Regions from separate parts of the Mus musculus genome. Here all the other regions are linked to region 1. A link is a contact called in public Hi-C and Micro-C data. All regions are on one chromosome and are shown on one strand. Each heading gives the region's core, a stretch centred on a gene start, on an enhancer-like site or on the middle of the called end of the contact. The rest is flanking DNA. Distances are from core to core; before and after follow the strand shown. Region 1 holds the start of Mapk13 (mitogen-activated protein kinase 13). Region 2 holds the start of Clpsl2 (colipase-like 2). Region 3 overlaps Srpk1 (serine/arginine-rich protein specific kinase 1).

Evidence for each region. Hi-C and Micro-C count contacts between places; a contact is called where the count stands out from the background.
Region 2: a contact with region 1 is called in a Micro-C map of embryonic stem cells, with 2.2 times the contacts expected there. The contact joins the promoter of Clpsl2 here to the promoter of Mapk13 in region 1. A contact is called at or near these places in 2 of 39 promoter capture datasets (hematopoietic stem and progenitor cells and trophoblast stem cells), 5 of 484 Hi-C or Micro-C datasets (embryonic stem cells and liver), 2 of 115 datasets of contacts at active chromatin or transcription factors (both in embryonic stem cells) and 1 of 9 other capture datasets (adipose tissue).
Region 3: a contact with region 1 is called in a Hi-C map of CD8 T cells, with 1.9 times the contacts expected there. The contact joins the enhancer-like site here to the promoter of Mapk13 in region 1. A contact is called at or near these places in 2 of 39 promoter capture datasets (liver and neural stem cells), 2 of 484 Hi-C or Micro-C datasets (CD8 T cells and group 2 innate lymphoid cells), 2 of 115 datasets of contacts at active chromatin or transcription factors (embryonic stem cells and pancreatic cancer cells) and 1 of 9 other capture datasets (adipose tissue).

Annotation. Positions count from the first base shown.
Region 1 is chr17:28,767,103-28,771,491 of GRCm38.p6, reverse strand. It overlaps Mapk13 (mitogen-activated protein kinase 13), which reads right to left and starts at 2,175. Exons shown (of 12, transcript NM_011950.2): 1 at 1,964-2,175; 2 at 1,352-1,481; 3 at 276-334. The coding sequence starts at 2,082.
Region 2 is chr17:28,547,013-28,551,401 of GRCm38.p6, reverse strand. It overlaps Clpsl2 (colipase-like 2), which reads right to left and starts at 1,915. Exons shown (of 3, transcript NM_001034871.2): 1 at 1,799-1,915; 2 at 624-746. The coding sequence starts at 1,888.
Region 3 is chr17:28,587,025-28,591,413 of GRCm38.p6, reverse strand. Srpk1 (serine/arginine-rich protein specific kinase 1) reads left to right here. Exons shown (of 16, transcript NM_016795.4): 15 at 121-213; 16 at 1,173-1,826. The coding sequence ends at 1,357. Among named protein-coding and RNA genes, the nearest start is that of Lhfpl5, 14 kb to the right of the region's middle. Within about 2 kb of position 2,638, at least 27 of the 459 cell types and tissues checked have an H3K27ac peak or open chromatin away from gene starts, as enhancers often do. A contact at or near this core is called in CD8 T cells and embryonic stem cells, where this site is marked.

The DNA.
Region 1 (4,389 bases), core at 926-3,425:
CACCCTGTGAGGGCCAGCAGCTCTTCTTGGTGCCAGGGTCTGATAACAAGGGTAGGAGCTGTGTAGACAGCTCTGGGGGGGGGGGGCAGGTACCCTACAGCCCTTCCACCCACAGCCAAGGGACCTCTCCAGGGAAGATCTCAATGTAAAAGCAGAGGCACAAGAACTGCTAGGTGGGGGGGGACGGACCCCTTTCTGCGCGGAAGCTACCCTGCCCCAAAGTATTCCCGAGCCAGCCTTAAGATCTGCCAACACCCCAATCCAGCCCGACTCACAAATCATGGAAGCTCCGAAGGGAAGACGCAGGGGTGAAGACATCCAGAAGCCCAATGACCTGGAGAGAGGCCACCAGTGAGGGTGCGCTGCCAACGCCATTCTTCCCTGTCCTGAGGGTCTCAGCCACCCAGGGCCACCATCCAGGTCACCCTCTGCTACGGAAGGTGGCCCCAGCTGGCATGGGAACAGTTTGGGGGCCCAGGCAGAAGAGGACATTTGCCTGGGCTGGAGAGATGGCTGAGAACAAGGTAAGTTTGATCCCAAATTTGGGGTTTGGGGTGAACAGTCCCACTTGTAACTAACAAATCTTGAGGGTCAAGGGGGGAAGAGGAGAGAAGGATGAGAACTCCAGGTCCTTGGGACTCTGGACCTCAGCTCTAGCCTTGGACCCCGGGTCTCTAGCCACATCTGTCAGTCTGTCCAGAGCTAGAGGCAAGTCCCCTCCACCTCGAAGCTGGAGGCCACTGAGGAAAGGTTATCTGAAAGGATTAGGGTTCACGATGTACAAGGCTCTATTTGAAATGGACCCTAGCCCTTCTGCCTGGCCCAGAGCTGGGTCACGGGGTCTGTTTCCATCAGACAGGATGGTCAAATGGTCAGGCACCAGGCTCTGCCTCCCGCCCCTTCCAACCTCAGCTCTGCCGCTGCAGAACCGGGGAAACCTTTCTGTGCCTTGGCATGTGTTACGGAGAGGATTATAAAAGTTAGCCAGCCCCCACCCCCGCATGCATTAAATACTCAGTATTTATTGTTAGACTTAGAGTGGCCAGAATGGAGGCAGCTTTAGCTCAAGTGCCCAGGCTCATCGGACTGGAGTCCTCACAGAACCAATCGCGAAGCTCCCCTGTGCCTACTTCCTCCTCACAATCAAGAAAAGGTTGTGTGTTTTCTGGGAAGCGAGCTGGGCAGGCCCTGGCATCTTCTCATTGGGCTCTCCTTAGAGAGCTGAGAAACCAGGGTGGAGCAGAGGAAGTTCTTTCTCCTGGCCCTGCGCGCACGACCCTGGGCAGGCCCCTCCTGGGCCCCTCTCCCTGCCCTCCGATCCCCGGCACATCCACACCCCGAGGCAGCCTACGTTCTCATGGTGCATGTGCTTCAAGAGCAGAAGCTCGCGGTAAGCGCGCTTGGCAAAGATCTCCGACTGGAAGGGCCGGCTCAGCTTCTTGATGGCCACCTTCTCCCCTGTCCGCTTGTCGATGGCCGAGCTGCGGGGTCACAGGCAGGTGAGGGGGAGGGGCGGCGCAAAGGGCCTAAACTGGAGATCCCTCCAGCCCTGTCCTAGGCCACCCCCATTCTGTGCTCCCCAGGCTGGCCGGAGACCAGCAGAAAGAGAGAGAGAGAGAGAGAGAGAGAGAGAGAGAGAGAGAGAGAGAGTGTGTGTGAGTAGGGGGCGACGCCAAGGAAGGGGCGGCAGAGCAAGGAGAGAAGCAGTTCTTGCTGACAGGATGCAGAGCAGGCCAGGAGTCCCTGCTCTGCGATTTGGCAAGTTCCCCTCTTGGGGCCTCATCTGCAACCGCAGGGATCTGTCCCACGAACTCCGAGATCCCTTTTAAAAAGTTACAGCCTTGGAGAACCAGATTCGCCAGCGACTCAACCCACAGGGGCCCCACTGCCACCGGGCTCACTCGGGGAGGCTGCCGAGGGGTGGCCCGTGGCTCCTCTGATTCCTGGGGTCCCCGGGTCTCACCACACCGCTCCATAGGCCCCGCTGCCGACGTGCGCGGGCGCCAGGTAGGTCTTGGGTAGCTCCCAGGCAGTCTTGTTGATGTCCTGCTTGTAGAAGCCCCTTTTCCGAGTGAGGCTCATCCCGGACCCCGTGGTGGCGGTCCTGCGAGGAGGTTGCGGTGGCTGCCCGCGGGCTCCCGGCCCGGGTGTCCCGCCGCGGTCCCCTCCCGCCCCGCGCCCGCTCCTCCCCCGTGGGGCGGCGCACCTGCCGCCTCGCCCAGGTACGTTCCCGCCCCGGCCCGCCCACCGCTCGCCCGCGCTCCGGACTCCGCCCATCACCGGCGAACGCCCCAGGCCCCACCAGCCACCTGCTGCAGGTGCTGAGGGAGGAGGGGGGTGCCCTGCGGGAAAGGGGTGCCTGCGAGGCTGCCTAGAGACTGTAGGAAGAGTTGGGAATGGGGTTAGGGCGCGGGGGGGGGGGCGCTCAACTTGTTGCTAGTTGGGCTAGTTTAAGAAATATACCCTTCACATGTAAGGCGTGGTGGCTCAGGTCTGTACTCAACACAGGAGATAGAGGCAGAGACAGGAGAATTGCTACGATTTTGAGTCCAGTTCAGTACATAGTTCAATGCCAGACTAGGTGAGACCCTGAGGAAGAAGGGAGAGGAGAGACTAGAGAGGAGAGATACAGAGAATGAACAGAGAAGGAAGAGAGGGATAGAAGAAAGGAGGGAGAGATAGAGAGGGTGGGAAGAGAGGGAAGGGGAGAAGAAGGGAGGAAGGGAGGGAGGAAGGAAGGATAGAGAAATAACGTCATTCTTGACTACGCAGTAAACTGGAGACCAGCATAGGTTACATAGTGAGACCCCACAGAAAGATGGAGAGGTTGTTCAGCAGGTTAGAGACTGCACCGCTCTTGAGGATGACCTGAGTTTGGCTTCCAGCACCCAGGTCATCATGCACATAGTTAAACAAAACAAATAAGCAAATAAATAAACAAAAATAGGCATCGTGGTGCACACGCCTTTAATCCCAGCACTTGGAAGGCAGAGGCAGGTGGATTTCTGAGTTTGAGGCCAGCCTGGTCTACAGAGTTCCAGGACAGCCAAGGCTACACAGAGAAACTCTGTCTCAACACCCCTCCTCCCAGAAAACCCTCCGGAGATCCCCAAACAACAACAACAACACAAGAACCCTACAATTCATGGGGTTCTACATGAGCTCCTGTGACCCCAGGACTCTTGTCTTTTCAGTAAGCAGGACTCTCAGATCCTAAGGCTCAGCGACTGACCAGGGCTCAGACTCTATTCCTCTTCCCCATTTTTCTGAAACAAACTCCAGGCATCCAATCCTTCTTCTCATGAGAGATTTGCTGTCTTACACCCAGAGTCGACGGCTGCTAATTCTACAGTCCCCAGAGTTCACAAAGATTTAAACATCCACCGGAGTTTGTTTGATACTGGTGGTGATGGTTTTGTTTTGTTTTTAGCTTTTTAAGATTAATTTATTTTATGTATATGAGTACACTGTAGCTGTCTTCAGACACACCAGAAGAGGGCATTGGATCCCATTACAGTGGTTGCTGGGAATTGAACTCAGGGCTTCTGGAAGAGCAGATAGTTCTCTTAACCGCTGAGCCATCTCTCCAGCCCGGTGGTGATGTTTTTATTGTTGTTGTTGTTGTTTTCTCGAGCAGGGTTTCTCTGTGTAGCCCTGGCTGTCCTGGAACTCACTTTGTAGACCAGGCTGGCCTCGAACTCAGAAATCCACCTGCCTCTGCTTCTCGAGTGCTGGGATTAAAGGTGTGTGCCACCAAGCCTGGCTGGTGATGGTTTTTTTTTTTTTTTTTTTTTTTTTTTTTTTTTTTTTTTTTTTTTCCATTTTTTATTAGGTATTTAGCTCATTTACATTTCCAATGCTATACCAAAAGTCCCCCTTACCCACCCACCCCCACTCCCCTACCCACCCACTCCCTGGTGATGGTTTTTAAGACAGTATCTCACTATGTACCTTAGCTGGCCTGGGACTTTCTATGTAGACTGGGCTGGTCTTTTACTCATAGATATTGCCCTGATTCTGCCTCCAGAGTAAATGTCTAATTCTGAGTATAGATCTTTGCTTGATTTCTAAGGCCACGTGAATGGCGTTGTCTTGGGTGGTCCCAGGGAGACTTTGTTCTCAATTTCAGTCATGCATGCCCTGGAACATGTCCCACCCTCTCTGGCTTCTCTGTGAAAGGGAAGGGAGCCAGCTTGCTTCATTGGTCAGAGGACAGAGGCTCACAAGAGAGCCATGTGCTAGCTGGGAGACCCATCAAGCTGTCTGCAGACCCCAAACGCAGCCACACGGTCTGCGACCACTGGGGAGAACAACCCCACAGACATGTTCTGGGCGGGGCATCTGTGTGTTACTCATCTTAAGAACATATCAAAGAATGTCTAAGAATGA
Region 2 (4,389 bases), core at 666-3,165, 220 kb after region 1:
CCGGGTCCATCCTTCCTAGGAGTCTTTGGGGCCAGGGCCCTGGAGTAGGAAGAAAACCTTCTGTGCCTTTGCATCTTCCAGTTGATCTCAGTTGACCTGTTTGAATGAGCCCTGTGAACTTTCCCCAGTCACTTTGTGAGGGAGACACATTAGTCCCAATGACTACGGTCAGAGCAGGTCCTAAAGGCAGGAGCTGGGGCAGCCAGGATGTAAGCCTGGATGCTGGGAAGCTGAGGTCCTAGCTAGCCCTGCAGCCCTCCCAGGTAACCAGGTCACGGGCACTAGGTCAAGGTAGGTGTATCTCCCGTCCTTCTCACCTCAGAGAGGTTAAGGAAAAGATTCTCATCTGGTGTGCAACAAGCACCTACTATGTACAGTCGCTGGAAGGGGGACAGGACGACAGGGAATGTGACTCAATGAGTCTTTGCAAGTTCCCCTTCCTTGGGGCAGCCCAGGATGTAAAAATACCACATAGAAGAGAGACTGCAGGATGAATAGTAGTTGGTAGTGGGGCAGGGCACCTGAAGAGGCAGGTGGGGGTGAGGGCTGGGGAGTGGGGGAGCAGAGGCATCTGTCTCTTTTTATAACCTCCCCCACTCTTTCCCTGCTTGTGGGTGTCTCACCTGTGGCAAGCACCCCATGCCTATGCGGGACTTGGGGGTGCAGAAGGCTCCGCTTCTCTCCAGGTCTATGAGGCAACAGTCACTGGAGCACTGAGTGTGGTGGACACACTTGTCTCCGTTGGCCTGGAGAAATAGCCCCTTGGTTACTAGCTCTTGTCTACAGAAGGATGACAGAGGTCCCAGCATTGCCCAAGAACCTCAGGGTCCACGAGGGAAAGCCATGAGATTGTCACCTCAGACCCCCACCCAGGGTATCCCTCCTAGAAGCTGGACTTGACTGAGAAAGAAAGAAAGAAAGAAAGGAAGGAAGGAAGAAAGAAAGAGGAGGCTGGTGAGATGGCTCGGTGGTTAAGCACACTGACTGCTCTTCCAAAGGTCCCGAGTTCAAATCCCAGCAACCACGTGGTGGCTCACAACCATCTGTAATGAGATCTGACTCCCTCTTATGGGAGCTCTGAAGCCAGCTACAGTGTACTTAAGAAATAATAAATAAATCTTAGGAAAAAAAAACCTAACTTTATAAACAAAAAACAAAAAAAGAGTCAGGAGCTGGGCATCCTGCCCCCTCACCTGTATGGATTCCATAGCTAATGGGCATGAAGAGAGGGGGCAATATGGCTCAGCCAGCAAAGGAGCTTGCTGTGCAAGCTGGACGACCTGAGTTCAATTTCCCCCCTTCCTGGGACTGAGTAAAGATGGGAGGAAAAAACAGACTCCACTGAGATAGATGTCTCTGGCCTCACATGCACGGACATAGGAGGGGGAGAGGGAGGGAGGGGGGGAGGGAGGGAGGGAGGGAGGGAGGGAGGGAGGAAGGAACCTTTAGAATTTTAAAAAAAATGGAAGGGAGAAAGGGGAGAGGAAGACTTTGCATCTAGAAGGGTCCCTAGGTCTTGGAGGAGAGCATGGGAACCCCAGAATCAGCAGGTAGAGAGGGCTTGGGATAGTGGGGGAGGGGTGGTGAGCCCAGGGCTGAGAGAGCAGAGAGGAGGGCTGGGCCAGGGGCATGGTCTCCAGTCCAGGAAAGGCAAATGAAACCTGCCCAGGACTGTGAAGTACACCTACAATACCCACTACCCCCACCTCCATCCCTACCCCACTTCAGACGGGGTGTGCATCCGACAGCCCTCGGTCCCCACCTTTCCGTCCCAGGGCAAGTCAAGGGCAATGCTCACCTTTTTGGGAGGTGAGTTTTCACTGTGTCTGTGTGGCAGGGTCCCAGCAAGCAAAGCCAGGACGGTGACCAAGGCCTGAGTGAATGCCATGATGGCCTGGGTGGCCGCAAGCTCCCTGAACCCGGCTGGGGATAAGTCCCTGTCGCTGTGGGAGTGGGAGCCAGCCAGCGTGGGCCCGATGGTCACAGACTGTCCTGCTCAGTGCATGTGGGACAAGGACGGCTGATTCCCAGGCTAGGCTTTGGCAGCCTCTGGATGGGCTGGAGGGAGGAAAGGCTCTGGACCAACCGGGCATTTGTGCTGTAGAACCCGCGGACCTTATACTGGCTACTTTGAAACACAGAATTCAAACTGTGAAGGAAAAGATATTTTCTTTACTCATCTCCGAGTAGCGAGTTTGAAGGGGGTCGGGTGTGCGGTGCAGAGCTGCCAAGCTCACTAAGGGGCCAGGGCCAGGGCCCTTAGAGGGAAAGAGATCCATAGCACGTTCCTACCCAAAGTGCCTAGGGCGGCAAAGAATCCCTGAGGCAGACGAGGGAGACATTTGGAGACAATGGAGACTTGACTGGGGTTTCCGGGCAGGGGCAGATGGGATGAAGGTGAGGCAGGAGGGTGAGGGGGTGAGCTCAGGGTTGTGGGGTGAGCTCTAGTGGAATGCAGAGCAGAGAATCAGGGTGGTTATTAGCGGAAGCTTGCTGGGACCCGGAGCCCAGCTGCAGTGGCTTCTCTGAGAAAAGCTATTTACTACGGGGCTAGTATTGGGACCAGGGACTCTAGCCTGCGACCCTAAATACAGGACGAGGCTGGTTGTCCTAATCTGCGAGGACAGCAGACTTGAAGGACAGCTGGTGCTAACTTCGAGCCACCCACACCGTCCCTATACACATTCCTGTGGCGGGGCAGGGCTGGAATATGCAGTGTGTTCTCATCCCTTCTGCCGGCCGTGCTGGCCCACAGGTCTCAGAAAGCTTCCTGAGCTGACACAGCTGGTCTCCAGACCTGGCTGACCTTTAACCCCTGTAGTCACCCCTGGACACAGGTTGACAATCCTACCGAGTCGCCAGGTATGTTGTTCCATAGCCTGACTCCTAAAGCAGGGTACTATTTCTAGAAAGATGGTCTACGGCAGGGGAATTCCTCAGCAGGGCCAGAGAGAGTTCTGTGCAACCTCTGTGTTCAGGTGAGATACACTCACACAGCCTCAGGGAAGCCAGGAGCTAGTGTTCTACTAAAGCTATTCATATGCGGGCTAGATGCATGCGTTCTCTGACCTCAAGCCTTGTCCTTACCTCCCCCTACCCCCATGAGTCTGACCACATTGCTACCCAACCCCTTTGCCAGTGAAGGTTCCTTCCTTCATTACCAAGAGGTAAGAGTAAGGAATTCAAGCCAGACTAGCATTAAACCTCATTTGTTTTTGTTTTGTTTTTTGTGACAGGGTTTCTCTGTATAGCCCTGGCTGTCCTGGAACTCACTCTGTAGACCAGGCTGGCCTCGAACTCAGAAATCCGCCTGCCTCTGCCTCCGGAGTGCTGGGATTAAGGCATGCGCCACCACGCCCGGCTTAAACCTCATTTGTTATCATTGTTTATTCTAAGATCAAAGTCTCCTATATTCCCTCAGGAGGCTGGTCTTGAACTCCATAGACTGTGATAATGATCACTGGGTAAAGTTGTTTACTACCAAGCCTCAAGACCTGAGTTCAATCCCCAGGACCCCACATAGTAAAAGGAGAACATCAACTCTTGCAAATTGTCCTCTGACCTCCAGAGGAGGAGCATGGTAGAAACACACACACACACACACACACACACCCCACACATACAGACTCACACCACACATACAGACTCACTCCTGCATCTGTCTTATGAGTGCTGGGGTCACAGGCACAGACTTCCATACCCAGTTTGATGCTTGACACCTTGCCTCGTTTCTATGGTGCTAAGGACTGAACCCAGCTCGTTGTGCCTCCAAATCTAATGCTTTGCATGTAAAATTCCAAAGAAACGGTTCTGCGTCCACAGACATGTCAAGCCAGGATGGCAGAGACATAGACACACCGATGTCCTGAGGTGTCTCTCCTCCATGCAAGACTCTGCGGAAAGAGATCGATTCTCAGCATATAGCCTCAGCTGGCCTGGAATTTGGTATGTAGAGGTGGCTGGCTTCAAACTCACAGAGCTCCACTTGCTTCTGTTGTCTGAGTGCTGGGATTAAAGGGGTGTCGAGGTTTGTTTGTTTGTTTGTTTGTTTGTGCTGAGATAGGGTTCTACTTTGTAGCCCAGGCTGGCCTGGAACTCTTTATGTAGTCCAGGTTGGCTTCAAATTCATGGCAATCCTCCTGCCTCAGCCTCCCAAGTATTTCGATTACAGGGGTGAGCCATCACACCCAGCTCTGCAGGATTTTTATTTTATTCTCTTTGGTCTTTAATAAATGCTAGTGGTGAGCCATCACTGGTTTCTACTGCCTCCTGGTGGAACACCCACTCTTCTACCACTGCATAGGGTCTTCCTGGTTTGTCCAACCACCTTAGCCATTTATCTGTTTCCACCAGCCAACTGTGTGACTTTCCTGGATTCTTAAGTGACTC
Region 3 (4,389 bases), core at 1,389-3,888, 180 kb after region 1:
TAGGTCAGAAAGCAAGTATGCAGTGCCTTACAGAATGGTATGTGCACCGCTCTGTATGCTGTGTCTAAAGTCACTTCTGTCATTCTGCTCTGTTCTTTCCTCTGAAATGTCTGTATGCAGACCACATCGCCCTGATCATAGAACTTCTGGGGAAGGTGCCTCGCAAGCTCATTGTGGCAGGAAAATACTCCAAGGAATTTTTCACCAAAAAAGGTAAAACCAATCTGTCTGTTCCCAGCCATTAAAGGAATAAAAATGTCTAAAACAAGAAGGTAAGTCTATCTGGGTCATGTCCTCTAGCTCCTGCAGAAAGCAGGAAGGACTCCCTGAACCCTCGTGTGGCTTCGCAGGTGCTGGATGGTGTGAACAAATGCTCCGCTCAGCTACACTCTTGGGTTTATTTGGCTTTTGGTTGGTTTCTTCCGTGTGTTCAGGCTGTCTTAGAACTTATATCTGTGCCCCACCCCTACTTAAAACTGTGTTTGGTTTTGTGTTTCTTACACCTCAAAGCTGAGACTGAAATGGAAAATAAATCTCACTCGATGTAGAGAGCTATGTGCTCTGGTGTGTCAGGCCTCATGCCTTCTCCTCAGCTGTGACAATGCTGAGTCACCCTTAGAAGGTGGAAAGGTGCTCTCCAGGGTCCTTTTGTGTGCAAAGTCAATGGTGCCCCAGTCACCTCACTTGGAGGTTCTTATCACTTGCCTGGGGAAGTTGTTAGTAAGTAACTGGTTGCTTTTAAGTTATTTGTACGGGCAGGGAAGAGGACCCAGTCCCAGCTGCCTAAGGCCAAAGCCAGGATTTGAAGGTCAATATGGGCAATATAAGCAAGACCCAAGCAAAAGCCTGAAAACCGTCACTTCAGGCTTGAAGGCACACCTCAGTGCTAGGAGGCTGCCTTGCTCACAAACGCTGGTGTGAACCGAGCACCATTTGTAGAAGGGGAAAGATCCAGCCCAAGGAGCAGTTGAACTGAGCTTTCTGAGTGAGGCCAAGCTGCTAGCTGTGTGGGTGATCTTATACAAGTCTGTCATGCTGTTAGCTTTTTATTTGTAAATCATTGCCTCATTTTGAAGCAGCTAGAGTATTGAGCTGTAGAAGGTTGAGCCATTGGGATGCCTGAACACACCATGAGAGGTGGGGACTGTCTGAGCCTGTGCTGTCTCCCACAGGTGACCTGAAGCACATCACCAAGTTGAAGCCTTGGGGTCTTCTGGAGGTTCTGGTGGAGAAATATGAGTGGCCTCAGGAGGAGGCTGCCGGCTTCACAGATTTCCTGCTGCCCATGTTGGAGCTTATGCCTGAGAAGAGAGCCACTGCTGCTGAGTGTCTCCGGCATCCTTGGCTAAACTCCTAAGCCAGTCCTGCCACTGCAGCAGAGCTCATCATATGGACCTTCCCTCCAGCCCACCCCTCAAACTTCCCTCTCCTTTTTCAGGGCAAAGCTCTTTCTTTCAAGGGTTTCTATTTTTTTTTTAAACCAACATGTTCATTTGGGTTTGCTTCCTTGATCCTGTGGAAATTCCCACGGCCATTGGGCATCCTAGGTGAATTTGGCCTTGGTTGGGCTCTGCCAAAGACTAAAAGTGTGAACAGCCTCACCCTCTGCCCTGCCATCTTATTAGGTTGTCAGTGCCCTTTCTAAGAAGAGCTGTGAAGATCTGTGAGCCCATCCATCCTCTTTATTCACTGACTCTGAGAGTCACACTTTCTCGTGCACATCCGCCGCCAGCACAAGATTGAGGAGGGGAGGGCTGTGGATTCTGTGAACAGCAGAGACATTAAATGCGCTGTATCCAGGCTGCATCATCTTCCTGGATTCTATCTGTGGTTTCTATGCTCACATTTTTTTCCTGCGACTTTTATGCTACATTTTTCGATGAGCAACCAGTTTGGGTACCATTTTATCACTGTTGAAAGTATTGTTGGATCCCTCTCATCTTCTCACAACTAAGTTCCTGGAATCTTGAGTCTGTTGTTTTTGTTTTTTTTTTTTTTTTTTTTTTTTTTTTGGTTTTTGTTTTTTTTGTTGTTTTTTTTTTTTTTTTTTTTTTTTGGTTTTTTTGTTTTGATTTTTCGAGACAGGATTTCTCTGTGTAGTCCTGGCTGTCCTGGAACTCACTTTGTAGACCAGGCTGGCCTCGAACTCAGAAATCCGCCTGCCTCTGCCTCTCAAGTGCTGGGATTAAAGGCGTGTGCCACCACGCCCAGCTGAGTCTGGTTTTTAATGTAGACAAAAGAGAACCAGTGAATTTCAGTTACTGGGAGCCTCAGGTGTTGTGAAATAGTCCTTTTCTGTGTCCTGTGTTGCCGTAAGAACAGTCATTTCAGTCTGTCCTCCCATTTAGAAGGCCCTCCTGGAGCTTTGCCTGCTCAGCTTGAATGGACTGACTGTCTTGTAACGAGCTTTGGGGTGATCCAGACAGGAGACGAAGGTTTCTGAGCTGCCCTGTTCAGGGAGTGTTCCCTCCCACATTCCAAGGCCTTCCCAGACAGCTCTGCTTCCATCCACAGCTTTCCTGCCTTGCCTAGAATTCTGGCCTTGACTCAGTTTCTCCATGTGGCTGTGCTGTTCTCATTTCTCAGAGGCCTTTGAGATCCTGGGTGAGGAGCCAAGGGGAGGAGAGGCTGGCACTTTTCTCAATCGTTTTCCTGTTGGTTTTGACATGAGTCATCCTATGCTGCTATTTCCTTGTATAATGTAAGGTTTCTGTTTTGTTTTTAAACATCAATTTTGAGATGATTGAAATGTACTTGAGGCTTTTTCTTCTTAATGCAAAAAGGCTTTGTGAACTTTGTTTTAGGCTTGGCCCCTCATAGACTTGATTACCTAAACATTACATGTTCCTGGGGTGAAGCGTGCACGCATCAGAAGGACAGGATTGGGGTCACGTGACAGCTGCTTGCAGATTTTAGCAAGGACCAAGTGGGTCTTGATTATAGCACTCTGGAAACAGCTCAGTTTCTAACTTGGAGAAAGCCAGAGTCGCAAGCCTAGGCTCCCCTAAGCAAGCTCACTGAAACGCACCACTGCCTCCTTCCTGTGTGGAAGACTGGAGAGTCACCCTCATGATTGGCTCACCAGCAAGCAGCTTCCTGTAACTCATCAACTTCACCTGAGGAACTGGCCAGCCATTCATTGGCTCATGCTTGGTTATCTGGAACCAGACTTGTTCCTGTAGAAAGAGTTTTAAGTCAGGTTATCTATGCACCTATCAAGAATAAAGAGAGCAGATGACATCACATAACGGCAGGGAAATCTTACAGCAGTTTTAATCCACTCTGGGTTGTCAACTGTATTGACATCTAAAGCAATAGCAGACCTACCTGAAACTCCTTCTCAGCAAATCTCAGTTGTGGGATTATAGAAATCCTAGTGACATTAAGGTGACCTAACCAAGAAACACAAGCCAACAGCAGGTCTGTTTTAATCATTGACTCCATGGGAAATTTTAATGGGGGTAGAACCTGGAACCTCATTCCAGACATAAGTCCCACCAGATAAGGGCTTTCTCCTTGCTGCTTGAGGAGCCAGAGAACCTGGGAGAGTGGAAGGAGACAGGCGCAAAAGCTGCCCTTCTGTGGGCTCCTGAGCTTGGCCGAGCAGTTGGTGCCATAGAGGCCAGGTCTCCCTGATGGACTGCTGTTGGCTCCTGGTTAAAGATAAGGCCCCCCGAGGCCCTGATACGTTTTATATTCTTTCTACTGAGTGCGATGTTTGTGTCCTCACAAATGCAGATCAATAAACAGAGTATTTAATAACCTGCTTGGTTCCACAAGTTTGGTTTCTTTGTTGCCCAAGCAGTTAACTAAATATGCAATGAAACAGTAGCATAGGTATTGACCTTTGTGGGGGTTGTAATTTTGTTTCTCTAACTCTTTTTCCTTTTCTCTCTTTTTTTTTTTTTGTTTGTTTGTTTTGTTTTTCGAGACGGGGTTTCTCTGTGTAGCCCAGGCTGGCCTTGAACTCAGAAATCCGCCTGCCTCTGCCTCCCTAGTGCTGGGATTAAAGGCGTGTGCCACCACGCCCGGCTTGTTTCTAAGCTCTTTAATTGTGGCATTAACGTGTAATTTGAAAAATTGTAAGAAAACTTTCCCCAATTCAGGAGCTGGGGATATGGCTCAAGACAGTGATTATTTACCACATGAACACTGCCGTAAAAGGCCAGGTGTGAGAATACAGAAGCGTGACAACTTTGTGGGGTGGGAACAGGATTCCTGAGACTTGCTGGCTAGCCCTTAGCTGAGTCTATGGAGCTTACGGTTCAGGGAGACCCTGCCCCAGACAGTGAACACTGCTAGTGCCAATGTGGCTTCCTCACAGGTGTGCACTTGGACCCACGTTCTTCCCACAGCCGTCCATCCGCTTGGGAAGGATTCGGTTTACCC